Linked DNA regions of Mus musculus: all the other regions are linked to region 3. Evidence: chromatin contacts called from public HiChIP or PLAC-seq data. All regions are on one chromosome and are shown on one strand. The core of a region is the stretch at or near the end of the contact, and the rest is flanking DNA. Distances in the headings are between cores, read along the strand shown. Region 1 holds the start of Fbxl3 (F-box and leucine-rich repeat protein 3). Region 2 holds the start of Cln5 (ceroid-lipofuscinosis, neuronal 5). Region 3 holds the start of Rbm26 (RNA binding motif protein 26).

The links. HiChIP or PLAC-seq counts read pairs in DNA pulled down with a chosen protein or histone mark.
Region 1: an H3K27ac HiChIP or PLAC-seq map of regulatory T cell precursor shows a contact between it and region 3, with 24 times the contacts expected there. The contact joins the promoter of Fbxl3 here to the promoter of Rbm26 in region 3. A contact is called at or near these places in 4 of 39 promoter capture datasets (hippocampal neurons, liver and pre-B cells), 1 of 484 Hi-C or Micro-C datasets (the G1E-ER4 cell line), 4 of 115 datasets of contacts at active chromatin or transcription factors (astrocytes, extraembryonic endoderm stem cells, large pre-B cells and 1 more) and 1 of 9 other capture datasets (adipose tissue).
Region 2: a contact with region 3 is called in an H3K27ac HiChIP or PLAC-seq map of thymic regulatory T cells, with 11 times the contacts expected there. The contact joins the promoter of Cln5 here to the promoter of Rbm26 in region 3. A contact is called at or near these places in 2 of 39 promoter capture datasets (hippocampal neurons and liver), 1 of 484 Hi-C or Micro-C datasets (the G1E-ER4 cell line), 2 of 115 datasets of contacts at active chromatin or transcription factors (astrocytes and thymic regulatory T cells) and 2 of 9 other capture datasets (adipose tissue and embryonic stem cells).

The regions. Positions count from the first base shown.
Region 1 is chr14:103,098,263-103,101,759 of GRCm38.p6, reverse strand. It overlaps Fbxl3 (F-box and leucine-rich repeat protein 3), which reads left to right and starts at 2,228. Exons shown (of 5, transcript NM_015822.3): 1 at 2,228-2,598.
Region 2 is chr14:103,068,553-103,071,681 of GRCm38.p6, reverse strand. It overlaps Cln5 (ceroid-lipofuscinosis, neuronal 5), which reads right to left and starts at 1,466. Exons shown (of 4, transcript NM_001033242.1): 1 at 1,215-1,466; 2 at 1-48. The coding sequence starts at 1,336.
Region 3 is chr14:105,176,043-105,179,027 of GRCm38.p6, reverse strand. It overlaps Rbm26 (RNA binding motif protein 26), which reads left to right and starts at 1,714. Exons shown (of 22, transcript NM_001368684.1): 1 at 1,714-2,246. The coding sequence starts at 2,176.

The sequences.
Region 1 (3,497 bases), core at 979-3,478, 2.1 Mb after region 3:
CTTCCCTAAGCCTGTGAACTAGTTAGTAACCCTTTACCAACTGAGTCTCACAGAGAAAAACAGAAAATAGCCCAGTGATTGATTTTTTTTTTTTTGTATTGCTTACATGTAGAAATACTACTTTGGATGTATTGGATTACGTAAATAAAATGGATGTTGTCCCCTTTATGTGGGTCTGTGCATGTGAGAGAGAGCAGATGCGCTCCAATCCCCTGGAGCTGGAATGACAGGCAGTTGTGAGTGGCCCATTGAGGGGGGGTGAAAACTGGTGTGTCCTCCTGACCAATGAGCCAACTCTCCAGCCACCCTTTAACTTTGTGTGTGTGTCCCTTGTGCTCTCCAGATGAGGTCAGAGGGAGTCAGTTCTCCACATTCACCTTGGTTTCCAGAGATAAAACTCAGGTCAAGAGATTGAACAGCAAGTAGCTTTGCCAGCTGAGCCTTGTCACCAACTGACCTTTAACTTTTAATGTGGAGCTACAAACCTAAATTGCACGAGTACCTTGCATAGATTCCTAATGAACAGTGCTCACCTCGACTCTTATTCTCAGTAGTTGTTCTCATTTATTTGACATTTTAAAATCATTAATACAGAAGATTACACCTCCTAAGGTATAATGTGTGATATTCTGATTAGTGTATTCAGTTTAAATGTTTAATATTTTGTGTGTATCAGTGTTTGCCTGCACGTATGTCTGTGCTCCACTTTCAAGGACCAATCAGATCTCCGGGGACTGGAGTTATGAATGGCTGTGAACCACGTGGGAGCTGGAATTCTCTACAAAATCACCAAGCGCTCTTAACTGCAGAGCAGTGCTCCAGCCCCTTCAGTTCATATACACAACGTCTAATGTTTAAATCGGGTTAGTCATTCTAACTCCTCAGACATATTTTTTTCTGGTTAAAAAGATTAAAACTCCTTTCTTCTAGTTTGTTTAAATGTACATTATATGGTGACGGTCTTAAGTGTGTGACAGAACCTGTTCTCATGACTTCATCTTTTAAAAAATATAATAATTTACTCTGGGCTAGAGAGACAGCTTAGCAGTTAAGAGTGCTTGCTGTTCTTCCAGCTGATCTGAGTTCAGTTCCCAGCGCTCAGGATGAGTGGCTCACATCTGCCTGTAAATAACTCCAGCTCCAAGGAATCCAACATCCACTCCAGACACCACGGGCACTGCACTCAAATGCGCGCGCCGCGCGCACACGCGCACACTCACACCTACAACAAAACGAAAAGCTTATAAAATTAATAGTAAATTAAAAACAAGTACATAAAAGCATTTTAAAGTTCAGCATGTTTTTGTTCCGTGTGGTGGCACATTTCTTCAATCTCAGCATTGAGCAGGCTGAGGTTGGTGGATCTCAGAGTTCCAAGCCAGCCTGATCTACAAAATGAAAATCAGTATAAAGAAAACTGAGGAGGGTAGGAAACGAAAGAGAGAGAAGAGATCTTTACTTTGGAGAAATAACACAGAAAAAGCAGAAGGCATGGTATACAGCTAACCTTAAGATTTTCTGGGGACTTTTCTTATTTTAGGAAAAACTCAGTATCTCCAAGTCCAAACTTAAAAAAAAAAAAGTCAAATATTTGATAGCATTTAAAAGACTCCTTGACTTACAAAACGCTCCACCACCCGGGAGCGAGGAGTGGGGGTTGTCTTTTTTTAATTAGCCATCTGCTTCTTCACACTTTACGTGTTTCTGAAAAGAAATCTCAGACTTGGGGGTTCTGTTTCATAAGTAAATGTGATTTTGAAAAAGTTATGACTCATTAAAAAAAAGCCTTGGAAAAATGGAAATGCAAATATTGTCTTAAGAAACCCGTAGTGATCGCAACGTCCACCACGTTGATTTATTTATTCTTTTTCTAGGTACAGACAGCAACCTCAGAGGCTCCCTTGGCCGCGCCCTCCTCGCGGAGGTGGGTCGCTGTCAGGTGATGTTTACGTCCGGTAGGGGTGCGTCCCGCCCTGCAGACACTCCCTCCGCCTTTGGCGTCGGCTCCCCCGCCCTAAACTTTCCGGTTTTAACCCTGGGAAAGGCCAGCCACGTCTGGCGAACACCAACCCGCCCACATTCCGCCCCTAAACAAACTTGGCCAGGGACAGCCCGGGAGGCTGGAGCCGCCTCGGTGCGCGCGCCCGGCCAGCCCCTTCGGCCGCGCGCCCGCCCCCTCGGGCGGGGACGCGCAGGGGCAAGCGCGCGGCCGCGAACTGCGGGCGCCATTTTGGATTCCCTAACTGGGCCGAAGCTTCGGGCTCGCTGCTGTCGATCGCTGCTCGCCTAGGGCGTCTCGGGCGGGCGACGAGGAGGTGCCGGGGCGAAGGACACAGACCGCGCGGGACAGAGAAGGGACGCGACGCTCTCCTCCCCACACACCGGGGCAGCCGGAGCCGCAAAGGTGGAGCCGCGTCGGCGCCCGCCGCGGGACCAGCGTCTCGGATGCGGGCGGAGCGCGGGGGGCCGCGACGGCGGGAGCTCGGAGACGGGGCCCCGGGAGGCCTCATGTGAGAGGCGCGGGAGCCGCCGCCGCCGCTGCCGCCGTCGTCCGCGCGGCCCGGGGTGCTGTGTGGGGGAAGCCGCCCCCGGCAGCAGGTACGGCGGAGGTTCGGGGCCGCAGCCCGGAGTCGGGCGGGGAGGTCGGCGGCGGCGGCCGGGGGCGCGCGCGGGGCGCGACGGGAACAACGCCCCGCCCCGCCGCGCCCGGGCCTCGGTGTCTGTCAACAAGGCGTGGCCGGCGCGGCGCGCGCTCGGTGGCCGCGCGTGGCGGGGCAGCGAGGAGGACGGGCTCCTCCGGGCTCGCCCTGGGCGGCGCGGGTGCAGGCGGCTGGAAAGCCCGGGGGCCTGGGCGGTCAGTGTGTGCGGAAGCCGGGCCGGGGAGGCGCACGGTGGAAAACTTGGTGAACTTAGGGGCAGCCGCCCGGGTCGCGTGCTGCAGACCACCACCCGGAAGCCGCCCGGGCAGGGCATCGCCGAGCCGCGTGCGAGGTGAGAGCGGGCGGCGGTTTTGTTGGTAATGGTGCCTATCCCACTTGCCCAGATGTTTGTATCTTTTGCTTACACCAAAAGGCGAATTTAAAAAAAAAATGTCCCTGTAGATGTTAAAATGTCTGTAACCCGCCCCGTGTTACCTGTGTGCCGGCTCCCGGTTGTGTCTTGTCTGTGTGTCCAGTCCCAGTTCATCTATATCCACTGTGCTCTCACCATTCTGAGAGTTAATCTTTTTCGTATTGTTCCATTCTTGTATTTCAGCCAAAGAATGTGTGTTAGGTTTCCTTCTATGAAAAACAAAACAAAAGGGCATATGCAAATGTAATGCCAGAACGGGACTTTTAAACCTAAAGTACAAATTTTTTAAAAAATATTTTTTGCATGTCCAGAATATGTAAATGTTTAAAGACAGTAAGGGAAGTTTGGCTCTTGGTTTCAGTTTAAGGAAATGTTTGATTAGCTCACTAATTCTTGGTGATGCTCAAGTTACTGGGTGTCCCTCA
Region 2 (3,129 bases), core at 217-2,716, 2.1 Mb after region 3:
TACTTAGCTTGACAGTAGGGATCTGTCTTCGGACGGAAAGAGAAGCGCCTGGTGAGAAAGAGAACCATCCTCAGAATTGCTCTTCTAACAATCTTAACACGGGGACAAAACCTGATCTAACTTACAGCTATATACCAGTTGTCAGGTGGGAATGTCAATCGGGGCTTCTTTAGAGTCAAAAGACCAGTCAGCCTCCGTCTCCTGGTATTAGATAAAATACTTTGAGATTTACAATCTCTTTCTTGTTTTATTGGGTATTTAAGGTTTTTTTTTTCTTGTGAATATTTTCATGAAAACCAACCTCAACCCTAAACTTTTTTTTCTCTCATATATATTTAGAAGAACCAATTCATGAACAGAACACATGAATATTTAAGTTTGGCAACTGCTGGTTTTCACCAGAAATGCGAGGGCTACTATCATTTCCTGTTTTCTGTCCAGGGTATGTGAGCATGAAGATTCTGAGTTAAATTCCCTAAGACCGCACAGAGGATGAGCAAATGGGACCAGATTTGGTCTGCAGCCTTCAGAACTAAGAACTCCTTAGAGGAACATGCATCATGCCATGAACCCCCCCGCCCCTCATTCTGTTATGCAAAACATATGCTTTCAAAAGCTGCATCTCTTTCCACTTCACTATGCCCACGCCAGCCACCACTCCACCCACCCCTGTCCCCCGCAACCCCGAAGACCGAGCGCTTCTTGTTTCGCAATTCCCCACAGGCTGTCAAAACTTAGCTAAGTCAAAGACTGCGATCACCTCCTCAGGTCCGGAGCCCTACCTACCCTCCAGGTTGAAGTGGACCAACAAGGTGATCCTGACTAGCCTAGGGAGGAAATTCCCCGGGTCAGTCAGCTAAATTCCCCATTTAGCTCAGTAAGGACACAGGGGAGCAAGCAGGCTCCCTGTAAATTCTCCCCAAATGTTATGCAATGGCAGCTAACGATAAGGCATGAAATAATTGCAGTGTTTAAAACATTTTAACCTGCTCTCCAAGTCAGTAGCACCTAAAAGTCACTCCGTGCAGTGATGTCACTCTCCATTCCTCCCAGGACTCTGAACTGCCCAGAACCGGTGAGGATCCCCGAGTTGCCAACTATTTAGGAACTATGCTCTTAGTGTCGCCCGCCCTGTGCCCTGCGTCCCCGGGCGCGCTAAGGTATCGGATCCGCCCTCTCCAAGTCCCCTCCCCGCCCCGCTCCGTCTCACTCACTTGTAGGGCACCGGCCAGCGTTGCCCAGACGTCGGGGACGCGCCCAGAATCGTCGCCAGCCCGAGCAGCGCCAGCGCGAGCGCCGGGCGCCAGTGCGCTCCACATGGCCCCCCGCGCAGCATCCGCGGCTCCCTGAGATCCCGGAGGCTCCGGGGCCCCGGCGTCGGCCTTGCGTGCGCGCCGCCGCGAGGAGCCAGCCAAGCACCAGCGCCGGCTTGGCCGTGTGACCTCCGGGCGCGTGACGCCTCCCCTGTCCCGGCCGGGGCGGGGCGCCTCTGTTCCAGCGCGCGTGCGCTGGACGCTAAAAAGCCCTGTCCTCCCGGAAGGGTGAGACTGGTACTGCAAAACTCACTCCAGCCTGGTGGATGTGTGCTATGCCTCTAGCGCAAAGGTGCTTTCTGCCCTCCCCGCAGCCATCACCAGCCAAACCGTAACAACAATAAAACACTTATGAACTTTCTTGACCCACATGGCCCAGGCCAGTCTCCAACACAAATCTTCTGCTTGGAGACACTGGGTGCTCAGCGGAATTAAAAAATGAGGACATTACAGGAAATGATTGCCCTCTCCTGGCCTCTCTGAGAATGTTGCAAAGATCAGCAATGACAATATGCTTTCCGTGCTGCCATCGGCATCACCAGACTTGGACTGCTCTGCTCCGGTTCTGTCCTCTGCCACACTTAGTATTATCCGTGACTCTTCAAAGCTTAAGACCGACCAATAGAGCTAGGTTTAATCCATTTATCCTCCGGTCCTCCTTTGTCCAGTAAGTGTAAGATTGCTAAGAGCATCACGCCATACGGAATCAGGCTGTTCAGGCCACTGCACTGAGTGATGGCAACCAAGATCACTCACGTACGCTGGAGATGAGACTGGAACAGGCAGTATTTTGGAGATCTCCTAGCAAACCCACTATGTGTATGCACATAGGAGCTGCATGAGGTCTGAACTACAAAGCGAACACGGGATCCTTTTTGCTTGCCAACTCTGAAGCTCAAGAAGAGATAGAAATGTCAGATCCAGAAACCCTTTATCAAAAGTTTTGGACCTATCTGGGTTGTAGTGTGAGGCTGATATTCTCAGAGATTCCTCTGCCAAAGGTTCTAGCTGTTTCGTCCTTGCTGATGTATTTTCCAAAAGGAAAAAAAAAAAAATTAAGTCTGTAAATTTTAGGAGACAAAGTTTCTCAGGGAATGAAAAAAACAGGGTGTCATCATGATACTTTAACGTGTCCTAGCAGGTGATGGCTGGCTTTCTCTTTTTGACTTCAGGATGATAACTAGCCAGGCAAACGTGTTAAGTTCAAGCTCATCTTTGCTTTCTTATTTATAACTCTGTGAACTAAATAAATCACTATTCTGAGAAGGGTTTCCAGGTTGCTAAAGGTTCTGTCAAACACGACATGCTTTTTTGCTTCGGACACACCAATTTTCTAACCACATTTTAATGAAAGAGTAATGATATTTTAACTAGGTTTGTAGGCCTTAGATATACTCACCTGCTTTATAGGTGCTTAACTGCCCTAAACAAATACATCAACTGTATTGTAGCCTCTAATTTCAGATTTTTCTTAACAGTTTTTCTTGCCTATCACAGCATAATGTCAAAGATGCTACAATAGGTCAAAGGTGAGTTTAAAGGTTCAATTTAGGGTTGAATTTAGTAAAGTTAGAAATTGTAATAGTCACTCATGAGGAGAATCGATGGGGGCATCTGTTTTATTTTTTAATTATGTATGTATGTATGTATGTATGTATGTATGTATGTATATATGTATTATTTATGTAGCTGTCTTCAGACACACGAGAAGAGGGCATCAGATCCTATTCCAGATGGTTGTGAGCCACCATGTGGTTGCTGGGAATCGAACTCAGGGCCTCTGGAAAAGCAGTCAATGCCTTTCACCACTGAGCCA
Region 3 (2,985 bases), core at 465-2,964:
GGTTTTATAGTTCACTGTGGCCATACGCTGAGCGGCTAACAATTTAAGTCCAACGCTGCGTATGTTCTCAGCTGAAGTTGAACAAGGGGATATCTTCATTTTTTTTTTTTTTTCAGTTCTCACAATGGAAATAAGGACCCATTTGGTGGCCCATTTGGGGTTATGTTTTACTTTCTTCATTTATGAGATTGTTTTTTCTTGGTGATTTAAAATACCCCCGTTCTCCATACGCAACAGTGGAGTGCTTTCTATGGTTCCCACATATAAGAAGGCCATGATGTATTTTACAGAGAAAAGCACATGGACTATACGGGCTTTGTTTAAACATGTGCTACAGTGCCCGGGAACAGGAGTCAATATTGATTCATCGACAATATTGGGTATGGTGCCTTTAAACAGAAACACGCGATTCTCAATAGTATATTATTTATACATTCTATATGTAACCTAAAGTTTACCATTTTAATAATTGTATGTGTACAACTTCATGGCATTAGATGTATAGTCAAACTGTTCAGTCACCAACTGTTTCAGAACTCTTATCATTCCAAACTGAAACTCTGCATCACTGAGACGTAATTCTCAAGATCCCCCTTTGCCTCCTGGCAACCACCATTCTGCATTCGGTCACTCCTGGGACTCTAGCAACCTCTAGAAATGGAATTCTAAATATTTTGTCTTTTCATATCTGCGGTATTTCAGTTAGCTAAATCATCTTAATTAATATCTTAATTCTTCATTAGCTTAAATCTAATTAACGTCTCACTCATGGCATCATATTTTAGAGCAAACGTCTAGCTTTGTATTTTATAACCTTTTTAGTTAATGCTTAAAGGACACTCCACTCCAGCATATTGCAAATTCTGTCGCATCAAGACTTTCTTTATGGTTCACCGACCGTGTCTTTAGACTCGTGGACTACTTTTTCATTCCATTTGTCCATTCCACTATTTTTTCATTCCATTGTGGCCCATTGCCTACTAGTCTTTGGTAGTCTCCTAATAATATAATAGAACCAAACTTGCGGGACCACCTATGATGTATATAGGATGCTGGTTTGAATGCTCTTCTTTAGTACATTGTAATTTCTTGGAGAAAAGTTGAAACTTTTCTAAATGAACAGAATTTAAAATGTAACAAAACTGTTTTTTTTTTTTTTTTTTTTTTTTTTTTTCTCTTGTAGGTTGGAAATCAACAAGGTATCTTTGGTTTGGGGCATCCATAGGTCATTAGACCTTGGCCAAAAAGTCCTGTACTTTGGGATAAGAACACTAATCCTCTGGAGGTCTCGGTGGGTTAGATTAGACCAGTGTGTGTTTACCCATCGTGTGCACGGGGCAGCACACACAGAAGATGGTACTGGAGGATGCTGTGACACCGAGGGCAGGTCGCACAGTGCAGGACCCCTGCAAACACTGCTGGCCGTCTTCTTATGGAGAGCTCCCATCTTCTAGGTTCACTCGTGCTGACAAGCACAATCCTCTCAGAGGACAAGGCCTGGGAGCCCGCGGCCACTCCATCCTGGTGAAGTAAGACGGCGCTTGTGCTTATTCACCACGAAGGCCGATGGATAAAAGGGGACCGAGGCCTCAACCCTTGCGATTGGTCAATCCTCGATCCACTACTGGATTTGCCCAGCTCTCACCCGGCCGAACTTGCGTCTCTTCCCAGCATGCTCCGGGCCGCACCGCGAGACTCGCACTCATTCTCGCGAGATTTACCGGCAGCCATCTTCTTGGGGGTGCTGGAAGCCGGGAAGACCCCCGAACCGTTCCCATTGAGCCGCCCTTCGTTGTCGCTTTTCTTCACGTCTGCTCTGCCGCGTGGCCACCAACCAAGCACCTAATCCCAAAGCTGAGAGGAGAGCCCGGGTCGGAGCGCGTTCGGCTCCCCTTCGGGAAGATTCACTGGGGGAGCGGGGCAGGGGGGAGGGCCCGGCCGGCAAACGGTTGCTGCCTCAGCCCGGGCCAGGGTCCGCCGAGGGGAGAAGCTCCGGGGACCCGGTGGGCGCGTGGCCTGCGGCGGCCCCCGCCGAGGTGCTCGCCGACCCGCGGCTCGCGGGGACCTGCCACCGGCACCTCCCACCGCTGCCCACGCGGACGGCGCGCGGAGGAGGGGGCGGCGGCGGCGACCTGGGCGAGCGCAGGAGCGAGGCCGGCCTCGGGGCCGCGGTGGATGGTTTCTAAGATGATCATCGAAAACTTCGAGGCGCTCAAGTCCTGGCTCAGCAAGACCCTCGAGCCCATGTGAGTAACCCCCGGGGGAGCAGTGCTCGCTCGCAGGGATGGCGGTGGTGGACAGGCGGGCGCCCCGATCGGGGCAGTTTACTCAGTGGTGGAGGCCGAAGCGAAGAACCGGGAGGTGGGGAGTCCCCCCAAGGCTCTGCTTTCTCTGTTCGCCCACCTTCCCGTCCAGGCTCAACATAGCCAAAGCTGGAGCTGGGCTTGATTGTAATGGTCGAGCTGATCTTTGAACCGGTGTGCCCTGCTTTGCTTTCCCCTTTCCCGTTATAGGCAGACCGATGGCAAACTTCCCCGTACACCTGTGTGTGTCTTCCGAGGCCCTCCACATCGGCTTCTCGGCTCCTCCCGAGTGCTAGCTTCTCCTCCCGGTGGTAGATAGTTCCACAGTGCTTCTTAAGACGAAGTGCATGGCTTTTTCTTAGGGATCAGGGAAGTTCGAGTTTAAAAACCTAAGGTTTCGCTTACAGTCCCTTAAAGAAAGGCCACGTCTTCCATGTGGTGTGTGGCTCATACGCACCTCTCTTAACTGATTGAAGATGTAACAGGTGCTAAGCCCAGGAAGCCCCAGACCCCTTGCCACCTACATCCTATTACTTTGAAGAAGGGGGAAAAAAACCAACAAACCCAAATCTCTATCCGTATGGAATATTTGGCATTTAAGGAGAAATTGAGTAGTTTGTGCGACTGTTGAAATATTGAAAGATTTTAGGAATATTTTATGTATTTATTTAATGCAAAATAC